Linked DNA regions of Macaca mulatta: region 2 is linked to region 1. The links are chromatin contacts, called in public Hi-C maps. All regions are on one chromosome and are shown on one strand. The core of a region is the stretch at or near the end of the contact, and the rest is flanking DNA. Distances in the headings are between cores, read along the strand shown. Region 1 has its middle 180 kb from the start of TRNAG-GCC. Region 2 has its middle 330 kb from the start of USP25.

Region 1 (5,007 bases), core at 548-3,047:
AAAATTATGATTTCTACATTTAGAAATTCTTGATCAAATTTATCTTCTTCTCTGTGGGGAGTTTGGGAAAGAAACACATCAATGCATTCTCTGAATTTTCTACTGTTTTTTTTTTTTTTAAATAATCTTTAGAATTCTTAAGGGTAGCATCTTAGGGGGTCACTCTTGTGACAGCATAGCTTAGTGGTTAGTCAATGATTGTTCAGAAAATATGCTTAAATACGTTGACCCAGTATTTTGCATTGACTTGACTGTATGTTTGGGAACATATTCAGAATTCAGGCAGTTCACAAGTCAGTTTCAACTTTGCTTTCTTTCAGGACCTCTCACATTTCCTCTGTGCATTGACAAGTCTTCATGTTCAGTCAGGGATGAGTGGATGGCAAGGGCCCTTTCTGGTTTCTTCTACATATGTGCGTCTGTGCAGCCTTCCAAATTTCCAGAGACAGAGAGGAACTTATCAAGTCCCAACACTGTCGTCTCATTCCCCAATCTTCTTCTTCATTTTCTAGCTAGTTTGCCATTTTGTTGCTTGCTCTGGCTAGGACCTCAAGCTTAGGAGAGCTATGTTGTTGACCTTCCCTATTTGTTTGCCACAGAGATTGCAACTGTTTTCAATAATGCCCCTGGCTATAGAGTTGTTTAATGCTCCATTTCAAACTGAGTGATCCCCCCTCCAACAGCAAAGCTGCTATTTTTCACAGTTTGTCCTACCTTCATGGATCTACCATGCTAACAAAGCTGGAAGGTAGTGGGGGAAGGGAGCAGCTCCTGATATAAATGCCCCAGACTCCCACTATTCTTCCTGGAGGCTTTTCCTGAATAAATACATCTCAATTTGTTGCATGATTTTGGACAATTTATGGAGTCTTCGAATAGTTGTTTTTGACCATTTTCTTCAGCTTTGCTGTCATTTTTTAGGGAAAGTATCTGTTGAGCTTCTTATTCTACCATTTTGGAAGTCCCCTCTTCAGAAATATTTAATTGTTGGTAGACATGATTTTCTACCTAGTTTTTGATCAAGCATCACGCAGTTGAGATGCTTAGATAATCAAGTGTGTTTTACTAATGGCTCCATAAATACTATATTCTGATTTTTAGAAACATATCTGTATTCTAAAGTGTACATGAACAGGGCTAATTTTCTTCATGTATTGGAATGAATGTTCTGTATTTATTTTGAATTCTTTCCCTCTCCAAACTCTATAATTGAAGATAATGGAACAGGAGATAAAATTGAAAGCTCTTGAAATTGTCAGAGAGTAGACTGAATATTTGTGATGTATTTTCTACTCTCTTTTTCTTGATTACATTTTAGTAATATGAAGTAAAGAGGGTCAGCCATTAACAGCAGAACATATACAACCTATTTAAACCAAAAGTCTTTCAAACATCCTAAGAGCAGACCTGAGAAGCTATTGTAAATTAAATACACAATAGTCATTTAACAAGAAGGATCTGACACTTTGTATGTGACCATGATGCCGAAGAAAATTGGATTGCTCCCAATTTGATAGCCCATGGAGGGTTGTACAATAATTTTATGCTAATTCCCAAAAAAATTATGATTTCTACTTTTAGAAATTCATGATCAATTTTATCTTCTTATCTGTGGGGAGTTTGGGAAAGAAACACATTATGCTAAAGAAAACAAAAGCCTGAACAAAAGTCCCTCTATTTAGCCGAGATAGAATTTCACAAACAATGGAATTTAAAATTCAAATGTCTTCAAAGCAGTTGTAATAATGATTGTTTCCACTAAGGTGTGCTAGATCTCCAAATATTATTCATGCTCTCCTTGTCTTACCACACTGTACTGAATTTCACCATGTTCATTGCCTTCCCCAGGGCTGCCCAAGCCCTTACCACACAGGGGGTTTTTAAGCTGAAGCAACAATGTGTGCCGCACACAAACTCAGCTAAAACACAAAAGAAGACAAGAGATCATTTAAAAATGTTAAATGAAAAGAAAAAAATAGTTGCATTGTGAAATGTTGATTTTATAAACAGACGCAGGTATTGACTTTGATTTTGCAGAAATAATTCGGTTTGTTTGAGAAATTCTAGAAGGTTAACCTAATAGGAGGAAGTTTTTCAGGCAATTTTTCTTCTAATAAAACTCTCTAATGTCCTATTATTATTTATAACTAGTGTTACAAATGTAAGTTATCTTTTGTTTTAATAGTACATCAGTCTGACTCTGTCATTTGTTCGTGATGATTTAAATCCCTAGAGGTTCCGAGATCATCCAGTGAAGTTTGAAAAACAACTAACACAAAAGAGCAGCTCTAAATAGTGTGTCAGGCAGAAGGTGGCACAGATTTGGAAGTATAACAAAACCTTTTAGTCTGTAGAAAGAAAAATTAATTCTTTTTATTTGCAGTACTGGAATTATTTTTTTAAACAAGTCTTAAAGTTATCAACTAGAAATTTAGCTATCTTGCTAAAAGCCTTCTCAATAGCTGGTAATTTAATGATAGACTCTGGAAGATTTGCCAGGAGTATGTGCCAACTTTTCCCATAAACAAAATCTGGGTTCTTCATAGGGATTTCTATGCACACATCCACCTTAGTTTGAATGCATTTTTATATATGCAAATAGCTTTTTTTGGTTACATAATTTTACTTAGAATGTGAATGGGAGTTTCTTTTTTTCTTGATTTTACTGTGGTTTCAGTTAAAAAGACAACTTGCACTTTCTCACCTCTAAATGAATATGATTACTTCAGCGGCTTGTTGACTTAAATAATTTGGTTTCATGATTTTGATTATATTCACTAATCATTGTAATCAATGGCCATCTTAATAGTAATTTTTAAAATGTCAGCACTAAATTTACATTAACCTTAAAAGCCTCAAATATGACAGTACTTAAATTGTTACCATAATTTATTTTTGTAAACAAAAAGTAGTTCATAGTCAGTTGAACAACTGGAAATTAGTTGATAAGTAACTAGGTATAGATTGTTTTAGAAATGAAAAATTTTTTGGATTAATCTGAAAAGTTTTTACCAAAATCAATATGTTTTCGTATATGTAGTTGTAGTTTCATAGTTTATGTTATTATAAAACATTATCTTACTTAGACCAAATTTTACATTTAAAAAATCTTTTTGGCTATGATACAACTCCTTTTGTTTTGATATATTTTCAAAATAATAGTAATTAAAATGCATAATCAAGTAAGTGAATTTTCATATACATGAAAAATTTCATTAGAGTATTGGAAAAATGACATGTTTTATAATTCTATTGCCTTTTCATGTGGTTATTAAATCAGTGAGTTGACAAATGTTAAATGACATCTGTACTTTTACTGAGATATGTTGTTTAAGTAGCATCGTGTAATTAGGAGACAATTTAGGACAGTAAAGTTTTTACACTCCTAACCAGGAAAATTTTTTCATTTGTGAGATCATTTGAGTTAATTTATTGTAACTGTTGTAGCCATAATTTTTTGTCTGCTAAAGAATGGTGATTAATTATTATTTCCTAAAACCTTAAATAACAGCATAAGATTAATTAAACCCATTTTGTTGATTTAGAGGAAGAAGGAAGTATTTTGTATTTCAAAATACAAGTTTAGAGAGATTATTATTTGACGTTATAGAACTATAAAACAAATAGAAATTTTATACCCTATGTTTAAACTTCAGATTTTTAAAAAGTACTTTCTAAAGACAAAGAGGAATCAATGTTGAATATCACACACAGCTAAAAGCTAATACGAGAAAAATGTAATCATGCAGGAAGGTATTTACACACATTAATTACTTGTTAAAAGGATACAAATGACAAAATAAAAGTCTTCAGCATTTAGAACAGCAGCCATTTCTGCTGAATGGAAAGCACTGTGCAACTGGAAGGTAGACTGACTGGAAACTTTGGGAGACAAGTCAATGGTGCCTGACTTGCATTAAGACACAGCATTTCATCTGGTTTAGTTTTAGTTTAGGTTTAGGGCATTAATATGTGTCTTTTCTAAAAACAAAGCATGTTTAGAATTGATCTAGAAGTGTGGAAATTCAACCTGGAATATTTAGACCAATTAATACTCTGTATTTAACACACACGCAAAAATTAAAAGGCCCCACTCCATTTCCTCTTTGACAATAAATGAAACTAAGAAGTGCTCCTTAGGAATGCTTTCCCAGAAATATTTAAAATAAATACGATTAATATAAATTCCATAGATAATTTTTTTTGAGAAACATGTGCATGTAATGTAAAAAATTTAAGTGTTATTATTTATTTGAGTAAACGGGGTAAGATACAAGCCCTCTGTAAATTAGAAAACACTGCATCTGCATTTGAAGAGGAATTTGGCTTGGTTTGATGCCAAGGGTCAAATAAAGGCACAAATTTCAGATGTTGGAGGTCCTGGGAGCCTGACCAGGAGGACTCTAAGGAGGACAGAGGGAAAAACTACAGACAGATTTTATTTCACAACTTTAGGAGGATCACTCTGAATTTATTTTTCTTTAAGTAGGAAAGAGCTGTATTGTACATATGGAAGCTTAAGTTTGGAAGGAGGAAAGCTGAAAAGAGGAAACTTTCAAACTGTTTGTGGGCAGGTGGGACTGGGTCATGGTGAGGTGATGGTGGAGACCAAATCTTGGAAGACCCAGGTGGTGCTGTATTATGTACACAGTGTCATTCGCCTGCAAGCAAGTCAGCTTACAGAGATTCAGGACCGGAGAAAAAATAACTTACAGTAGGAGGTCAGGAATGTGAAAAATACAGACCCAGAATTTAAAAAAAAATTAAAAGTGGTCTACAAATTTGATTATACATTTCTTGGTGGTCAAAGAAAGTTATTTTCGTCATCTATGGAGAGAAAATATATCAGTTTCTCATAAAAAGCAAATAATTTCCTTTCATTGTGTTCTAAAAGAATATAGGAGAGAATTTTATGATTAGTAGTTTATTACTTTGCATTAAGATTTTTGTCTGTAATTTTTCTTTTAAAATGCAAAAACTGATGGAGAATATATGCTGTATTAAGCC
Region 2 (5,118 bases), core at 1,947-4,446, 1.2 Mb after region 1:
TATTTTAAAATATATTTTTAAATATAAAAACAATTTCAAACATTAACAAAAATATCATTGTTTGCCAAAACATTAATTTCCCCTTAGCAGTAGTACAATAACCAAAAGTATAAACTTAAAGAGATAACTAACATAAAATCAATCATGTTTCAGCATTATGTTATCAGGTTGTATCAAAAACATCTAGAAATCACTCAAGATTATTGTACTAGCTTACAGATTTAAATATATACATTAATGATAACACTGACGTAGGATTCTATATTTCCTGATTTATTATGCTTTGTAAAGCATTTCAACATTCCATGTTAATTGCTTACCTTTTCCAAGTAATTTTTCGTATCATTAACAGTAGAGCTGGATACTGTAATTTGCTTATCATGGTTGCTTGAATCTACATAAATTTCACCTATTTTTAAGTTTTTAAACACCAACTAAGTTGGCTTAATTTTATATTTAATAAACAAAATGATTTGCATTTTCCTTACGACTGGCTATTTAAGAAAAATAATACAGAGACCATTTAATCTGAGCTTTATTATGAAGGGCCAGTGAAATAAAAGGCTTAACATTGATGAGGTAAAGCTGACATCAACTGGTACATAGTGGTAATAGTTGACAACAATAATCGTAACCCTGAAATTTGTATGACCCTCCCTCTGCGATCTGTAACGTACTTATAATTCATTAATTAAAACATGGATTTAAACCTTAGGAGCATCATTCATTATTCTTAGAGCTGGGGGTGGAAGAATTCAATGTGGTCTCTGTCCCCAAGGGGCTTTCAGTCTACTGGCAAAGATATATACACATGTGGCCCCACAGCAATACTGACTGGCATACAGGCAATAAAATGGGTGAAAAGGGGTGGAGAAGTGAGAGATTCTGGTCATGGTGATTCGGAAAGATTTCACAGAAGAGGAGACATTTAACCTGGTCCTTGAAGCAAAAAAGGATCTAGACTCTTAAAAAGTGGGAAGGCATTTCACACAAAGAGAAAATCTCTATGCTGGCATTGTCTTTAATTTTTGAATGTAGGAGAAAAATGGAAAGAAATTAAGTGACCTGATCAAGGTGATAACAAGAGAAAGCATCAGAGGCACACTATAATTTTTAACTCCGGGGTCAGAACGGTTCCTGTGATATTACATTGCTTCCTTCTCGAGGTGACACAATTTCTCTGCTTTCACAGTCACCTTCGCCCCCCGTTTATTTCTCCACGTTGCTGCGCCCTTTACAGGACCTTGCTAGGATGTCCACAGAAAAACACAGAGGCAGCCACATCTTCATAAAACACATTACATTTCGGCTGTGTCTAAAAATCAAATGAACACATGTAGGTATATTTTTGGCCTCCTTTCCTCACCATTCTCCATCATTTCAAAGGAATGGGAATTTGCGCTGTCGCCACATGGCACACTCAATAAAATGTTGATCCATTCCTTTAAACCTTCCATTTTTCTACTTCAGTTTGTCAAGTGATCCCAATTCCAAGAAATCATAATTCACACTGTGCGGGAGGTTGCAGATTTTTGGCTCTGGAGGTTGTGCAGATGTTATTCCTTAAGGAAGACGATCGTGATTGCCTATGTGAGTAATGGCTGTGAGTCGGCTAGAAGCCAAAAGTTCTCTTATAGCAGAATGTATAAACCATTCTCCTACTGAAAGAAGGCCCCCAGTAGGATAATATATTATTACACATGATTCAAATTACAGGATCTGCAGCAGGGGAGCTCGTGACTGATTCGGGACAGTCGCCCCCTGAATACTGATGATGGGATGATGGAATGCCTCATGAATTAAAAGGGCCATGGTTTCCCATCTAAATCCTTCATATGTTTTAAAAAGTGACTATGCCTATCATTGCACTCTCTAAGCTTCTTAAACGAATCATGCACTATTATGAAACCCTTGTCAATATTTTTTAAATTCCATGTTTTTGAATAATTATATTCAAAACATCCTTTTAAAAGAAAGACAACGAAACTTCACCTTCTCTGCTAGAAAACAGTGTGCCTTTAACGCAAATATGCAATAAAGATATGACTTAATAGAAATTGCATTGAAGTGTGACCCAGTTTTGCTCTCTGGGATTTTATAAAGCAACCTGAAATCTTCACATGCCACATGTTCCAGCCTCTTTAAGTTATCTATAGAACAAATGAATTTATCCCTGACAGCTAAATATAAATGTGCAACGCAAAATTGTATTTCCAAAGGTTTTCTGCAGACAAATGAACTCGTTTGTGAACATTATTTCATTTGATCTACTTTGGTTATGTAACAATCCCATAAATTTGCTAAAGGCATTACATTGCGAATGGAGACCAGGCATTTTTATAGAAACACTAAGGCAAATGTTAAATATTATACATTTTAAAAAACAAACTGTATAACGGCAATAAATTCTGAAATAATATGTAAGCTGGTCCCTTAACTTCTTTTCAAGCTGGTTCTTGTATTCAGTTTTTCTAGTAAATGGATGCAAATCAGGTGCATTGTGCTGGGGTGGGAAGGGGGAGATTTGTCCAGAAATGACCTCAGTTCTATTCATTAATAAAATGACAATGTTGGCCGAGAGCAGTGGAGAATGAAATATAACAAGAGTGAACTTTCCTCCATGTGACAGATGCACATAAGTGCTTTTTGGATAAAGCACTGTATGTAAAATGGCCACTGCAGCATAAAATCTGGAAACGTTAAAGGATGTTCTAAGACACAGATTGTTTGAAAAACCTGCAACTTCCATGGCAATGCACCCCTTATTCTCTGTTACCTTGTACAATTCTGAACCCCAACTTGGAGAAGCATGTATTCATTCATAAGAAGAGGGATCAGACAATATAAACAGAGGTTTGATGTTGTTAAGAATTTTTTTTTTAAGAAAGAGAAGATAATTTTTGCAAATTCAAAACAAAATAGAATTGTAACCGGAATCACTTTCAGTGACGGCAGACACCAATGGGGTAAAAAAAAAAAAAAAAAGGTAAAAGCCATCGGACAGAATGTAGCCACATTTTTGCATAGCGGTTTAAATTATGCCAGCAGAATAATTAATGGAAGGACCTAATATGGAAAGGGGGGGTGACAGGAAAGGGGGAAGGCTATGTTAAACAAAGTTCATTACTGCATGATGTAAATGAGTTTCTCACCAGTGATGTCACTGATTGGCTGAGCTGCAGAGCTGGCTTCGAGCATGGCCGGATTGGCTGCTAGCTCTTCTGGTGCCTGCCTGCTCGGGCAGCGGTTGAACCAGATACTTTCTGTCTCTCTTGTTGTCGTTTGAAGCAAATCTTGTTCAGCCCAGCTGTGTCTCCATAGTAGTGGCACCCTAAGAGAGAGTCTCCCTCCTGCTTCCCACAGCTCGTCTGTGAGGCGGTCGCTGCTGTGAAATACCAGCCCTTGGCACCAAGCCCAGACAGCGTTCTCAGATCCATCTATAACACACATACAAAAAGAAAAATAGGAAAAAAAAAGCAGTTCTTTCATCTGAATTGCATCCTAAGGAGGATTAAGAAGGCTTCTATTGCTACTGATTTGTGTTGCTTCAATTTGATGGTTAAAATAGTTTTTGAAATACAGTATCTTCTCATCTGCAGTAGAACACCATTGGTTAAAATTGGTTAAAAAGACGGGGGGAACCCCCCTCTCCCATGTTTACCTTGATTACAGAAAAATAATTCTTCATTTTCTTCCTAAGCACCGTAACTGATGTTTTTGGTCCCCTACCAGAATTTTAAACTCTCACCGGATTTCTAATTACAGCCGAGTCATTATTTTTCAGGTTAAGACAAGGGATCTTAATTAGCATTCTTTTTTAGCTATGCGAAATGAGACAGGGCATGAAACAGAAACGATCTATGGAGAGGCAGAGAGAGAGAAAGAAAAAAATCTGTGCAGCTTTTACAGTTGAGCCGACACCCCCTCCTTCCCCGCTCTCCCTCCACCCGCCTTGCAAAAAAGAATGCAGTCATATGAACTTTACCAGACAATGGAGTACCTACAGGCTCTCCCCTAGACAAGTCCTTTATAACCAGCCAGTGCTATGTGCTGCAGACAGTGGCCAATCGGCAGGCTCCTTTCTGCAGCCGGGACACAATAGGTGCATTGGCCACACTGTCTTCCTAGACCCTGACAGCAGTTCAGGTTCATTTATTGTACACTGGAAGGCACATATGTCTTTAATATTCACTGCGAAATTATCAGTGCGACTGCCTTTATTTCACCATAATTACATCAACCTAATTACCGCGCCCAAGCTGCAATAGCACTGTTTGCACAGAGTGGTGCATAGCCATGCATGCCGTAAAAATATGCATGGAAATGCTTGCTTATTTCAATAATAAAATCCGCCAATTTTCTTCCCACAGCTTCCTCCAGAATACTTCAGTGGAATATAGCCATCGCTTTTCCCCTTCAAAAGAAAAAAAGCATGTGTGTGTGTATAATATATATATATACACACACGTACATACATATACAAATAATACATATTATTTAAACATTTCTTCGTCATTTATTGGAGTGAAGTATGGGAGTAGAATCTAGTCACTACATACAAGGTCATTAAAGACCTAAGGCATTTCCCCCCTATTACCAGGCATCAGAGTGAAGGAGTAAGTGAATCTGCACGAATCATTATAGCCATGACTACAAGCTCAAGCCGATTTATTTAGAGTCTAACTGTCATGCACATCTGCATATGCCTAATTTATGTATTTTCATATTACATAATTATGTCATGCCTTGAAACATTGACTCAAAATGCTTGAAAAATTAAATCTTAGCTTTTTGTGTATTAGTTCAGCAGAGTTAGGCACGGTCTGTGGTAGAAACTGTCTGCTTTTTTATTTTATTTTATGCATGTTGCATTTACATATTCATGAACACAAAAGCTCTTATGACCGCTGACTCTGCAGCAGGGGATGAAAAGGCACAATCCCGCATACAGACGTGTTAATTTCTAGGGGAAGAATGGCAGCCTATGATGACCAGAAAGAGACGATGTTTGGAGGTTTCATTTGGGGGTTACCTCATTATATAGTAAATGATGTCGCTAACCCGCCAACGAATGTTGAAGGATAATAAACTTGGAAAGTAAAGCCAATTTGTATTATT

What was found. Hi-C and Micro-C count contacts between places; a contact is called where the count stands out from the background.
Region 2: a Hi-C map of fetal cortex germinal zone shows a contact between it and region 1, with 2.7 times the contacts expected there. The contact joins two enhancer-like sites. A contact is called at or near these places in 2 of 14 Hi-C or Micro-C datasets (fetal cortex germinal zone and fetal cortical plate).

What each region holds. Positions count from the first base shown.
Region 1 is chr3:30,465,679-30,470,685 of T2T-MMU8v2.0, forward strand. No RefSeq gene overlaps it. Among named protein-coding and RNA genes, the nearest start is that of TRNAG-GCC, 180 kb to the left of the region's middle. Within about 2 kb of position 1,798, at least 8 of the 40 cell types and tissues checked have an H3K27ac peak or open chromatin away from gene starts, as enhancers often do. A contact at or near this core is called in fetal cortex germinal zone and fetal cortical plate, where this site is marked.
Region 2 is chr3:31,647,540-31,652,657 of T2T-MMU8v2.0, forward strand. No RefSeq gene overlaps it. Among named protein-coding and RNA genes, the nearest start is that of USP25, 330 kb to the right of the region's middle. Within about 2 kb of position 3,197, at least 19 of the 40 cell types and tissues checked have an H3K27ac peak or open chromatin away from gene starts, as enhancers often do. A contact at or near this core is called in fetal cortex germinal zone and fetal cortical plate, where this site is marked.